2 separate regions of the Sus scrofa genome follow, and region 2 is linked to region 1. The links are chromatin contacts, called in public Hi-C maps. All regions are on one chromosome and are shown on one strand. The core of a region is the stretch at or near the end of the contact, and the rest is flanking DNA. Distances in the headings are between cores, read along the strand shown. Region 1 has its middle 180 kb from the start of PARM1. Region 2 has its middle 70 kb from the start of RCHY1.

Region 1 (6,683 bases), core at 1,785-4,284:
TTGTTATTAACGTGTATAATCTCAACAGATGTTTTCTTTATGATGGACTTTTTTTTTTTTTTTTTTTTTTTTTGTCTTTTGTCTTTTAGGGCCACATTCGTGGCATAGCGAGGTGCCCAGGCTAGGGGTTGAATCAGAGCTGTAGCTGCTGGCCTACACCACAGCTCACAGCAACGCCAGATCCTTATCCCACTGAGCGAGGCCAGGGATCAAACCCACAACCTCATGGTTCCTAGTCGGAATCATTTCCGCTGCACCATGTCGGGAACTTCCAATGGTGGACCTATTTTAATGTAAAATGAGTTCCTTCCTCTAATGAAGGTGCCAGGTTCTGTATGAAGTAGGTAAATCATAGGAAAGGAATCTTCAGCCTTCTCTGCGTATGTGTGCCTATAGGAGTCTATCATGAGTAGCTAATGATAGGACCCTTTAGAGTTGAATTTCAGGGAGCACTAACACTTAATTTAATCAGCCAGAGCACCTCCAGATTCGTGTCACATGCCAAAAGCATCACCTGTGCATTCCTGTCACATTCCCTCCAGGGAAGCTGGGGAAGGCCCACAAACACGGAGGTTAGGGAAATAGTGGAGGGCAGAGCAGGAACTCTTTAAAACCAGTGGAAGCCCCAAAGATTAGTCATAGAAAGACATTTTCATTAGAGGAATATAAAGAAAGCAGAAGGGGGAGTTCCCCTTGCCGCTCAGTGGGTCACAAACCCGACTAGGATCCATGAGGATGTGGGTATGATCCCTGGCCTCACTCAGTGGGTTAAGGATCCAGTGTTGCCACAAACTGTCAAGTAGGCTGCAGATACTGCTTAGATCCCCTGTTGCTGTGGCTGTGGCGTAGGCCAACAGCTGCAGCTCTGATTCCACCCCTGCCTAGCCTGGAAACTTCCGTATGCCACAGGTGCCACCATAAAAAGAAAAAGAGAAAGAAAGAAAGAAGGCAGAAGGAAACCAGCTCAGGGCTCCCTCTGAAGACGGGAGTGACCAGGTCAGCCAAGGGCTGCCTCCATTCCTGGCCTTTCAGTTCTGACAAATGCTAAAGACCCCATCTGTCTCCTACCTGTGCTTCAGGTGCGTTTCTGATCTCTTTATCATCCTCCTCAACCTCCCATGAGGTAGAGAGGGAATATGTATTGTCACCATGTGTGCCAGTTAGGAAGCTGTGGACTCTCAAATCCAAGTTCATTTGGCTCTCCTCTACTCCTGTCCTGTGGCTAAAAAAACTTTCCTTCCTTTGCCAGCAGTTCCTATAGGTTCTTACCAACAGGGGGCACTAGAAAGAGGCCGGAAGGCTATGCAGCAAGAGCAGATCTTTGCTTGCTATTTTGGTCAGTATCCTCAGGAAGGGCTTTTGGCCCTGGCAAGGCTGTTGGTCCCAGGCTCCAGAGTCTTTCTTTGGCATCTCACCTTACCCCCCTCAGCAGTTCCATGGGACCTCGCCTCCCAGCTTCTAGGTTCTTATCACCATAATCTCTTCCCTCGTTTCACCCCAGCCTGGCCCTGGAAGTACTTCCTGCAATTTCCATCTCTGTGATATCCTAGTGTTTCCTTTTGGCTTTTTCAGTTTCCAACAATTTAACCAGTTTCCGATGTTAAATGCTCTGTTGAAATATCTACTGAGGTGCTTTCTCTGGCTGATCTACTATGGCTTCGCTAAAAGATTTGAGATAATGGAGGCAATGGTATGAAGTAAGTGGCATCCATTCTCTGTCCTTCTCCACAGTCCTTTTTGGGCCATCTTTTCTCCTCCATCCATATGCAAGTTACCTGGCAAAAGTGTTAATTTCTCATTAAGGTATCAACGGATCATGGCTTAAAATGTCCAACTCTCAAGTGATTGACATTTTGCAAAGGCTTTCAATAGTTATGTTTTAGACTGTATGTAAATGTTTAGCTAATTTGAGGATGTGTGGCGCTGATGTGGACCCCATCAAAGAGAGCAGGAGATTACAAGGATGGTGTGAAGTAACATCCCTCCCCTCAAAGAGCTGTAGCTGAGAGATGAAGAGCCAATGTGCAAATATTAATAAGAGAAATACATGAAATATAATTATAAGCTGAGTTGGACGGTGCAGATCACAAATGCATTAGGAGGTGAAAAATTGAAGAGGTCGTGGGGTCAAACTATCCAGGAGGACTTCCCAGTCGATTATAAGGTAGATTTGGAAGAATTTAGATATGGGAAGAGGATGGGGGAAAGTGGTCCAGACTGAGAAGCAGCATAAACAAGAGGCAGAAATGGAACACTAGGCTTTGCTGTCTATGTCCGTGGGTAACAATGAATGTGAGTTTGCCGTTGGATTTTCCTAGGTTGGCCCCCTTAGGAGAACCTAGACTCCTGGAACTTTAATAAATAGCTAAACCATTTGAAATTCCATCTGCCTCTTAAAAGGATCTTTAAACTCAGGTCACTCAACCATGGTCCTTTAGAAGCATAGCTCATACATTTTTACCAACAGCTGGGGATTTGGTATTGAGGATTAATACCCGGTAATCCTTTTGATTGACTTGGAGGTTTGTCCCAGAAGTTTCCATCCTTCAGGAATGACTCAGATTCAAATATCGAATGCAACTGGTTGCCGGAGAAACCCCCTGGAGCCAATTTGCAGATTGTTGAATTAGAAGCAAATATCTCGAATAAAATCTATTTAAACCAAAATAAAAGGTGTATCATTAAGCACTGAACCTAAGCACTCAGCTATTTGTGACTGTTGATACTTGGTTAGAATCACGTTTTAAAATGGGATTTTAAATGACTTTGGTAAAGTTACACAAGGACTCAAGTAGATGGTGCACCCACCTGCCCCAAGCACTTTCATAAATCAGTGAATTCAAGTGGGAGCAGAAATCTTTACATTATAAGCAAGAAGATAATAATAGAATTAAATCCTGACCTTTCCCAGAAAAGCAACCATCCTCTTCCCCACTCCCACCCTTCTCTAATTTACAGTAACATAGGCCATATGGAAGAAGTCAGTGTGGGTTTGGGAACCAAGGCCTACACTTTCTTTTCCATCACAAAAGCCAGTTGTTCTTCAGAACCATCCATCAGGATCATATTACACTCGGAAGCTTTAGAAAGGAGGCCTGAGCTCAGGCCTCCTGCTGAAAAGTTGAGTTGTCAGTTGTTAGGCAGAAAATCAATCAGAAATGCATTTGGGACAATGGCGAGCTGCCTGGAATTACACCAGGCTAGGAAAAAAAAAAAAAATCAACCCAACAGCAGAAAAATACTAATGATTGGAGATACCCATGGCATCCAGACAAGGCAGATCAATTTATTTAGACACATTTGCTAAACGGAAACATGCCAGTGCCAAGTCTCAGATTTACATATGATTATAGCAGAACACTTGCAAATTTTTCTTAGAAGGATCAAGACACGCTATTGCTCCAACATGTGCCAGTAACTTCAAAATGGTTATAGATGGCTTTGGCTAACTCATATTCCTATCCCTAGGTCTTGCAGTAGGTACAGACACTTTGCCACCGTTTGAGTAACTTTGTACACGATTGCCCAAAGCTCATGGAAGACACATGGGGAGTTGGTATTACTACAAGCTCCTTGTAGCCCCTTGCTGAATGGGGGAGAGGGGAGTAACTCAAAAATCCTCGGCCATACTCTTCACATGTAGATTAGTCAAATTTCAAAATGATAACAGAGTTGGTGAAAATCTAGAACCAATGGAATTGGCCCTTGGTCCCTAAGAGTGATGATATTAAAAATAATAGGAAACATGATTTTAGCACTTACTCTGACTCCATCAGAGTGCTATGCACTTCACATGCTCCTGTAAACCTTCCGACAATCTTAAGAGGGAGGGCCTCTTATTTTCTTTTTACAGTCAGGGAAATCAAAGCTTAAAGAAGAGGGGTCCTTTATTCAAGGTCACCTGGCTGGTGGGAGGGACCAGAAATCAAGGTCAAGTTGAATGTTCCCAATCGTCCCAGCTCACCACTTGGTCATGCTACCTCCTACACACAGTTAAAAATTAATGCACAGAGGAAATCTGCTCTAAATCATGGACGACTGCCTCAACCCCAAACCAACCACCTCCCAGAGGTTTCTGTGCCAACAGAATCAAGAAATCCAGAGAGTTTGGCACTATCGTGCTCAGAGTCCTACTGGGTAGGGGGTGCAGGGTCTTCAGTATGAAGGCCAGGAAATTATCAACCACCTTGATTACGTGCTTGGAAAATTGGTAGCCAGTGCTTACATCTGAGCCTCGTCAACCATCACTACATGACTAGTCATCCCTGCCATTAGAAGTACATCTTTCTATAGTTCTCCATTCATTTCTTCACTGTCATGTGTTTTTGATAAGTTAGAATTTATCAAACACAGGTTTGCTGCTTTGAGCAAACCTTTCCCTACCCTTGAGCTAATGTGACTACTTTGAGTAACTGCTTTAGATGCTATTCTTAAAAGCTCCTCTTGTGGCTCAGTGGTAAGGAACCCAACTAGTATCCATTAGGATGCAGATTTGATTCCAGGCCCAGCTGTGGTGTAGGCCAGCCGCTGCAGCAGCTCCGATTGCACCCCTAGCCTGGGAACTTCCATGTGCCACAGGTGCAGCCCTAAAATATACATATATATATCTCCAAAGACTTTCCAGCAATTATTTCCATTAAAATATGCCCGTGGGTATTTCCATTTTATGGATGCAAAAACTGAGGCACAGAGAAGTTACAAAACTAACATTTTCTAGCGCTTGCTTAAGTACACTGTTGGAGTGAACGCACATAGAAAATGACTGAAACATCTGGGTCTGCTGCCGAAGTCTCTGATTTCTGGTTGGAGGCTCCTTGCTGTGGGGCCTGCAGTTTAGAGCCTTGAATGTTTCATTGTTTCTTCCTAAACCCTTCCCTGGTGCACTCCCCCTAGTTAACTCCCAATGCAGTTTTTACTGTATCCTAAACTTGTAGGGCAACCACCATGTTTACTGACATCCAACCATGCACAGGCTCATCTGGGATTAAGGTAAACCCATTTCCCTCCTTTAAAAAAGATCTCTGAGTATAGCAGTTGCAGGCGCAAATACTGGAGCCAAAATGCTTAGGTTCAAATTCCAGTCTCAACCCTGAGCATGACCTTGAGCAAATTGATTCCTAACTTGGTGCCCCATTTATCTCGTCTACAGAATGCAAATAATAATGGTACCTAATTCATAGTCACCATAAACGTTAAGTGAACTCAAGCGAAGCTCTAAACAATGCCTAAAACACGTTAAATGTTTGCTGTTTTTACTATTCCAAACAGCCCTCCTTCCTCAATCTCGGAGGGATGACCCTTTTATGCTGAGACATTCTTATTCTGATCAGATAAAGTTGATCATCCACTGCTTCTTCTTCCCCCTCCTTCTTCAGAACCACACCCCAATCTGACACCAGAGTGTCAGACCCCAGCTTTGTCCATATGCACCCTATGGATGGAGCAGTCTTTCTCTCCACAAGTCGGCCTTTCCTTTAGACAGAAATAGTCCTCAATTCCTAGAAATAACTCTCACAATAGATGACACTGGTGAGTCCAATCACAAGCTAAATCTGTCTCTAAGAGCCTGTATATGATCAAAAAAATCTTCAAAAATCCCCTTTGTATTCCCACCCCCAGTCTCAGGCACTCTCCTGGGAAATTTTGATAGGGATGGAGTAGGATAGTTACACAGGTAGTTGTAGAAATCCCAATAAGGGACCATAGATAGAAAGGGGAAACTGAGGAATTTGGGGAGATAGCTGGAAGTTAATAATTGCTCAAGAAAGCCGTCGGAATGAGCAGGCTTGCTTGACTAATGGAGGTGGGAGATATGCCTCAGGTTTTTTTTGGGGGGATGGGGTGAGGTTTGTATTCTGGTTCAGACCAAGGGCAGGAGTTTGAGAACCGCCCTTCTGCTGATTTGAATAAGCACCAAGACCGTCTTAGTTTGACTTTAAAGGGTCAAATACTCTCTTACCGGCTACCAAGAAGGAGCTACTACTGGAAGAAAGAGAAAGTGGTGGTCTTTTCCCACCCCCGCTCCCCTTGGATTATTAAAAACTGTAGCCCGCCTGATCCCTGGGGCAGAGCCTCCTTACCTGCCCGCTTCCATCTCTCACAAGTGCCGCATCTTAATAAATCTATTTCTTGCCTATCACTTTGCTGAATTCCTTCTGAACTGAGACACAAAGAACCTGAACCTCAGTAAGTTCTCAGTAAGGCTGGGTGAGTGATTATATTTTAAAAACCATGGGTTCAAGTCCCAATCTGGGTTTAGGCTGGATTTGAGTCCTGGCATGTGGTTCAAGTTCCAGCCTGGGTTCTGGCTGGGTTCAAGCCATAGGTGCTGTCAGTTCCAATTTGGCAACACAGAACCCAGAGTCCAGTGATATTGATGGGAAGGTACAAAGAGCTTCCTCTCCTCAACTGGGCTTTGTCTCCTTTTTTCAATCTCATGTTGCCCGCTAAGACGTGGCTCACTCTTCCCAATACCTATTCTTCCCGTCTTCCATTGCAATAGAGTTTTAGCTGGGCTCATGTGACCGCTAGAATAAAGAGGACATGTCCCAGCTTCTGGTCCCCTGGGTGGCCATGTAGCTGAGCTCTGGCCCATGGAATGTGAGTGTTAAGTGTTGTGTGTCACACCACGCCTAGACTGTGTCATTAAAGGGAGGGCCATCTTGTTTTTTTGGCCTCCGCCG
Region 2 (6,912 bases), core at 1,268-3,767, 140 kb after region 1:
TTCTAGTCGGATTCGTTAACCACTGCGCCATGACGGGAACTCCTCGATTCCTACTTTTAAAAGACATTTCCAGAGGAAAACATTCATCAACTCAAGGCAGAAAGAAAACAAGGATTTATAAGCCTTTGTTTCTCCGTGTTCAACTATCTCTCCTCTCTCTGGCTGGGTGGTGACCCTCCCAGGCACACAGGGGAGTAGGTGGTGCCCATTTTCAAGCTTCACAGCAGGTGCCCCTCCCCCTCAGCCTCAGGAGAGTTTTTGGGTGCACACGACTTTAGGTTATGAGGAGGGTGCTGCCCTACAGCCCCAGAACCATAAGGACAACACTGAAAGCCCAGTGGCACAGACATCCATGGTATGGAAATGGACAGCGCTCATGTTTGTTTGATCTATTCAGGATTGTTAAATTACATTAAATTTGGGGGGGGGGATTTCCCGTCGCGGCTCAGTGGTTAATGAATCCGACTAGGAACCATGAGGTTGAGGATTCGATCCCTGGCCTTGCTCAGTGGATTAAGGATCCGACGTTGCCGTGAGCTGTGGTGTAGGTCGAAGACGCAGCTCGGATCCCGCGTTGCTGTGGCTCTGGCTTAGGCGGGTGGCTACAGCTCCAATTCGATCCCTAGCCTGGGAACCTCCCATATGCCACGGAGTGGCCCTAGAAAACGAAAAAGACCAAAAAATAAAATGAAATAAAATAAAATCTCTAACTTTAAAAAAATAAAATAAAATAAAATAAAATAAAATAAAATAAAATAAAAATAAATTTGGGGGATTATTTGGAATCCTGGTCCAAGGTCAGTTCTGAAGCCCATCTATGCTCAGATCCCCATCCTCAGTCAGTGAGATGGAGGAAGAGGGCAGGACGGACCTGTGATTCAGACCCATCCCAGGCTCACAGTGTGTTCAAGATGCCAAGTGACTGCAGGATAAGAAGGCTCACCCCCCACCACTGCTCCCAGCCAGATCCCTCTCCAAGCCTCCTGGGACCCTTGCAGCTCCCTGCCTGCAAAATACAGCACCTCACAAAAGCTTTCTCCCTCTATCCCAAATCCACACCCCCATCCTGTCCCCACTCAGACCCAGTCCAGTCTTAGCTGACTTCAGGTGCAGACTCTTTGTTTCAGACTCTGTCCTTGATTCATTGCCAATCCCCTCTGGACTTCCTATTTTGGACAATTCCTGTGGGTCTTGGACTATCCTTCAGGCTGGCTGTGCCCAAACACTAAGTGGCTCTTGTCACCCCATAGACTTGGAGGCTATCAGCCAAATGCCATAAACTTGGAATGCAAAGAAAATCTGCTCTTTGACCCACTGTGTTCTCACTGGGATTTTCAGAACTCCAGGGGTCCCACAGAGAAACCTCCGTGGTCACCCCAGAGTCAAAGGAGGGTGACAAACACGATGAGTTCTAATGGAGTTCCCACTGTGGTTCAGCGCGTTGGGAGCCTGACTAGTATCCATGAGGATGTGGGTTCGATCCCTGGCCTCACCCAGTGGGTTAAGTTTCCGGCGTTGCCATGAGCTGTGGTGTAGGTCGCAGACGGGGCTGGGATCTGGTGTTGCTGTGCTGTGGTGTAGGCCAGCAGCTTACAGCTCTGATTAGATCCCTAGCCTGGCAGCCTCCACATGCCAAGGGTGCAGCCCTAAAAAGAATTTAAAACAAACAAACAAACAAGATGCGGAACAGCCAGTTCACCTTCACCCAGAGCAGCTCTCTGACTGGCCTTGCATGTTTGCCATTCCCATACAATTTTATTTGAAGGAAGAGTTCTGAGTTTATAAGTTGTGCAAACTTCCTCAAGTTTATTATTATAAACCATTTGAATTATGACACTTTTCTTCAATTTTTAATGCTATCGTTTCTCTTCATTGTTTAAGAGCCCAAAACATCTCCTTAGTGGATGTGGAATCTTTCACTCACCCCACCTCAAGCGCAAAGCCAGTTGTTTGAAATCATTGCTGAGAGAGATCAGTCACCCCTGTTTTCTCCTCTTTATCACCAAAAAATGCCCAGTTTTCCTCAGCAGCCTCTCTTTAAAGTGTCCATATTTATAACAACATAATTATAACCCAGGAGAGGGAAATAAAAATGTTAATGACTATTTTTCCTGAGAAACGGAAAGTTATGCAACGTTTGTGAACAAAATGCTATGGAAATGATCTAAAAAAAAAGAGAGAGATGCATTTACATTTGGCATTGACCTTTGTAACAGGCAGCCCTAGCTTTCGCTCAGCTGGGAACAGTACGCAGCTATCTGCAGCTTTCAAGGGCAAATCTGTAAATCCCCTTCATTACGCGTTGCCCCAAGCTGCCAGTGTAATTCTCATCAAAGATGCCACCGCCTCCGCTTCTCAAGTTAACACATCTCCGCAGAAGTCGGAGAGAGAGAGTCGGATGTTCTCTTTCTTCCCCCTGCAAACGCGAAACACACGTCGCCCTGAAGGAAGCTTGGTGGGAAAGCAGCAGCCCTGCTTTCCCAGAGTTGGCCGCCGGCAGGGAGAACAGGAGACTCTTCCCTCTCTGGGCTGCCTTGCCAGGGCTCTGCATTTCCCAAGCCACACACCTCATCGTGGACGATGTGAGCAAAGGACTCCATGTCCCCGCGGCTGCACATTGCTCCCCTTTTCTCAGTTCAGGGTTGGTGATCCAGAGTTACACACTTGCAAGGAAATAGGACATGTCTTCACTGCCTACAAGTCCACAAAAACAAGCTCCAGCAGGCAGTTCTGGCTCCATTCACTGAAGCCAGCCAGGAAGACCTCCTCACCCAGGGAAGAGGGGCCTCTCTCCCCTCCGTTTCCTTTCCCAGCTGATCTCCTCTTGATTCTTTTCCAAATCCACCACCTCTCCAGACAGCTGCTTCTCTGAGCCCACAGAGTGTAGTAGATCCCTTTAGTGGCGGGAGTTCCTTTTGAGGCAGCCAAAACAACAAAATTTTCTCCGTGCAGACCACTTAGCTTTATCAAAGCATAAATTATGCAGAAGAGACTCCTTGCCTTTTAGCCTATGACCTCCCTCTTCTGTAATTCTTCAAGGGATGGTGGTGTAACTGCACCTCATTTTCCAGCCACCTCAACCAAAAACTCTAGGATTTTTTTTCCCCAGAAGCCATGTTTGATGGTTCTGTGATGTTGGGCCAAAGGACTGTGACTTCATCCCTTAGCTGGCCAATCTACGTTTTTTCAGAGTCCCAGAATTCTGCGGAGTGGTTGGGTGGGGGATGGTATATCTTCCATCCCCCCCCCCCCCCCCCCAGCACCAGAGAAGTCCTGCTTTTATCTGTGTAATGCGCTAGGGTTCCGTACCTATGCCCTTAACCAAGGTAGCAGGAGAAGTAGCAAGATACAACCACTTCAGTTTGGGATTAGCAGATGCAAACTGCTAATATATACAGCAGGTCATATATATATATTGGAGTTCCCGTCGTGGCTCAGTGGCTAACGAATCCGACTAGGAACCGTGAGGTTGCAGGTTCAATCCCTGGCCTTGCTCAGTGGGTTAAGGATCCAGCGTTGCCGTGAGCTGTGGTGTAGGTTGCAGAAGCAGCTTGGATCCAGCATTGCTGTGGCTCTGGGGCAGCCTGGCAGCTACAGCTCCGATTCAACCCCTAGCCTGGGAACCTCCATATGCCCAAGAAAAATGGCAAAAAGACAAATATATATATATATATATATATATATATAACAACTAATACATATATTGCATACATATATGCAAACATATATACTATAATCCTATATAGTATATATTAGGTTATATATAAACAACAAGGTCCTACTGTATATAGCACAGGGTGTGCCCCCCCAAAAAACTCAAGCAAATTAAAAAATTAATTCACATGGCTGCCGCAACACTACAGCCTCAAACACAAAACAGTCAGGTGCCCTGACGCCTTCCAGCGACAGAAGCACGGGGCTCTGATATGAAGAGCCCTCCCAAGCACCATAGGCTCACTGTCCTGGGAGCAGCCCAAGGGACAGGTAACTGTCTGCTGGGTTCCAGACCCTCCGCCAAGTGCTGCATGTGAATTATTTAATTTAATCCTCAAAACACCTGCCGTTTTACAGATGGAGAAGCTGGGGCCCTGCCCCACAGCCCCTCCAGAGACCTAGTTGCCGAATCGCACTCACACATTTTGATGCGATGTGTAGACAGCCCAGGAAGCAGGAGACCCCCTTGCCTCTCCCCACCACCACCCCATACCTGGGTCCTCCCCAGGGTGGGTCCTCTGTTTTCACCCAGCCAGTTGCAGTGCAATCCTTTATCCCATCCCCTGCTGTGCTCTGCCAACTGGCACTTTCAAAGCCCTGGGCACTAATTATAAAGCTCCCATGGGACTTAACATGTGGAATCAGTTTTTTTTGTGTGTGTCTTTTTGCCTTTTCTGGGGCCGCTCCTGCGGCATATGGAGGTTCCCAGGCTAGGGGTCTAATCAGCTGTAGCCGCTGGCCTACACCAGAGCCACAGCAACTCGAGATCCAAGCCACGCCTACAACCTACACCACAGCTCACTCAATGCCAGATCCTTAACCCACTGAGCAAGGCCAGGGATCAAACTCTCAACCTCATGGTTCCTAGTCAGATTCATTAACCACTGAGCCACGACGAGAACTCCTGGGATAGTTCTGAGCGTGGGAACAAAGGATGCTGCTTACCTTCCATCTGCTGTCACCTCTCCTTCTGTACCTGCCCCCTTCCTTATAACAAGGGTGGCGACTTCGTCCAGCAAGTGTATTCTAGTCATTGGTACAGGGCTTGGGTGCCTTTAAACCAAAGTCTGATTTCACAGCCATGTCCCTATTGTCCCTGAAGAAGTCACCACTGCCTCCCTGCATGCGGCCTCTCTCCACGCCTCCTGCCTCCAGTTGCCAAATGCATCTTGCTCAACAGCTCAGTGAATCCTCGTTGTCTCAATAATCATGGACGAAGGTTTACAGCCCTTTTTGCTCTGGTACAAGCAACTTCCCAGCCTCACCTCCAGCCTCTCTCATGCAGGCACCCTGGACTCTAGCTGAACCCACTCACAGTTCTCTCTGCCAAATTCTATTAATGCTGGCAGTGCTCTTCCCCATGTCATCTCTAGAATTCCCAACACCAAGACTCAGCAAAAATGCTGAAGCTTTTCAGAACTTCCTGAGCTGATTCCCCATCCTGGGTAGGTTTTCTCGGATTGCTACGATTGCCCGTGTTGAGCATCTTTTTTCTTTTCTTTTCTTTTTAGGGCCACACCCCTGCCATGTGGAAGTTCCCAGGTTAGGAGCAGAATCAGAACTGCAGCCCCAGGCTTATGCCACAACCACAGCAATGCCAGATCTGAGCCCTACACTGCAGCTCATGGCAAAGCCGGATCCTTAACCCACTGAGTGAGGCCAGGGATCGAACCCACATCCTCATGGATACTAGCCAGGTTCTTTATAGCCAAGCCACCATGGGAACTCCTGTGTTGAGCCTCTTTTATTGCCTTCATAGCATCCCCGCTCCTCTCTAGCTGCCTCCATTCTCTTCTCACTTCCTTTATCATAAACTGTCTACTCCAAAGCAGACTTTCCTGCGTGTGCACCCCCACTTCCACCCCTCCCCACGACCATCACCACAAAAGCAGCCAACAGAGCCTCTCCCTTCCCATGCTCAAAATCTGTTCATTGAATTTCATTATAAATTGTTGCATTGGGTAAATATACCTGACAGAGCTGCTGGAGTTATTCCTTTATCCTGGGGTTTATCCTAAAGTCTATTATTTTCCTTTTCCTCATTGCACACACTGTCAGGTGGTCATTGCCCCTTTTCATCTGGACACATTTCAGAAGTCTCATATACTGTACAAGTGATTTGAGTCTGGGACTTCATCTAAACAAATTTGTATCCAGGTTGTGGATGCAGTGTTGTGAAGATAAAATGTGAAGGATATTGAGAAATGGCTTTTTTTTTTTTTTTTACTACTGTGTCTGTTCCCAAGCTGGAAGGCCTATGCAAAGCATCAGGCTAGAATGAGCCTCTTTTTATTCCAAAATGTGTCCTATAGTTTTCATGCTTTTCCTGGGTTTGAAAAATGATTACATTTTGATAAAAAAAAAAAAAAGGCCTCTACTTGACTCCAGACTCCAAGGGTAGCGAAATACATCAAAAGAGATGAAACAAAGGATATTAGGACCTCATTTGCTTCATTATGCTAATTAGAACTGGAAAACAAAAAGCCCCATTAAGCTTTTTAAAGGTCAACCCACAGAATGGGAGAAAATATTTGTAAATCACATATCTGATAAGTGACTTGTATCTAGAATGTATAAAGAACTCTTACAATTCAATAATAAAAACGACAAATATCTGAATTTGAAAATGGACAGGGAGTTCCCTGATGGCCTAGTAGGTTAAGGATCTAGCATTGTCACTGCTGTGGTGCAGATTCAATCCCTAGCCTAGAAATTTCTGAATGCTGCAGACACAGCAACCCCCCCCAAAAAAAATGAAAATGGACAAAGGATCTGAATGGGCATTTCTCCAAGGAAGATATACAAAGAGTCAGTAAGCTCATAAAAAGATGCTCAGTATCGCTAGTCATTAGGAAAATGCAAATCAAAACCACAATGAAATACCACTGCACATCCAGTAGAATGGGTGGATTCAAAAAAGGCAGATAATATTGAGCATTGATGAGGATATGGAGAAATTGAACCCTCATACTGCCACAGCGGGAACTCCCTGGATGAAATTCGTAATTCTTGGGAAAGACTTTGTGTGGCCTCCTTAGATGTGTGTCCATCCTTAGCAAACCTCTATGGCCAGAGAATGGCGTGCTCTGTGGGACCAGCCAGCTCAGGGTTACATGCCAAGGGGACGTGGATTCTAAAGGGACCAAATCAGCGAATGTCCATGTCCTGGACTTAAGGAATGTTAGGGAACATTTTTTT

The links. Hi-C and Micro-C count contacts between places; a contact is called where the count stands out from the background.
Region 2: a Hi-C map of fetal skeletal muscle shows a contact between it and region 1, with 1.8 times the contacts expected there. The contact joins two enhancer-like sites. A contact is called at or near these places in 1 of 47 Hi-C or Micro-C datasets (fetal skeletal muscle) and 1 of 2 datasets of contacts at active chromatin or transcription factors (alveolar macrophages).

What each region holds. Positions count from the first base shown.
Region 1 is chr8:70,963,922-70,970,604 of Sscrofa11.1, forward strand. No RefSeq gene overlaps it. Among named protein-coding and RNA genes, the nearest start is that of PARM1, 180 kb to the left of the region's middle. Within about 2 kb of position 3,035, at least 4 of the 83 cell types and tissues checked have an H3K27ac peak or open chromatin away from gene starts, as enhancers often do. A contact at or near this core is called in fetal skeletal muscle, where this site is marked.
Region 2 is chr8:71,108,759-71,115,670 of Sscrofa11.1, forward strand. No RefSeq gene overlaps it. Among named protein-coding and RNA genes, the nearest start is that of RCHY1, 70 kb to the right of the region's middle. Within about 2 kb of position 2,518, at least 6 of the 83 cell types and tissues checked have an H3K27ac peak or open chromatin away from gene starts, as enhancers often do. A contact at or near this core is called in fetal skeletal muscle, where this site is marked.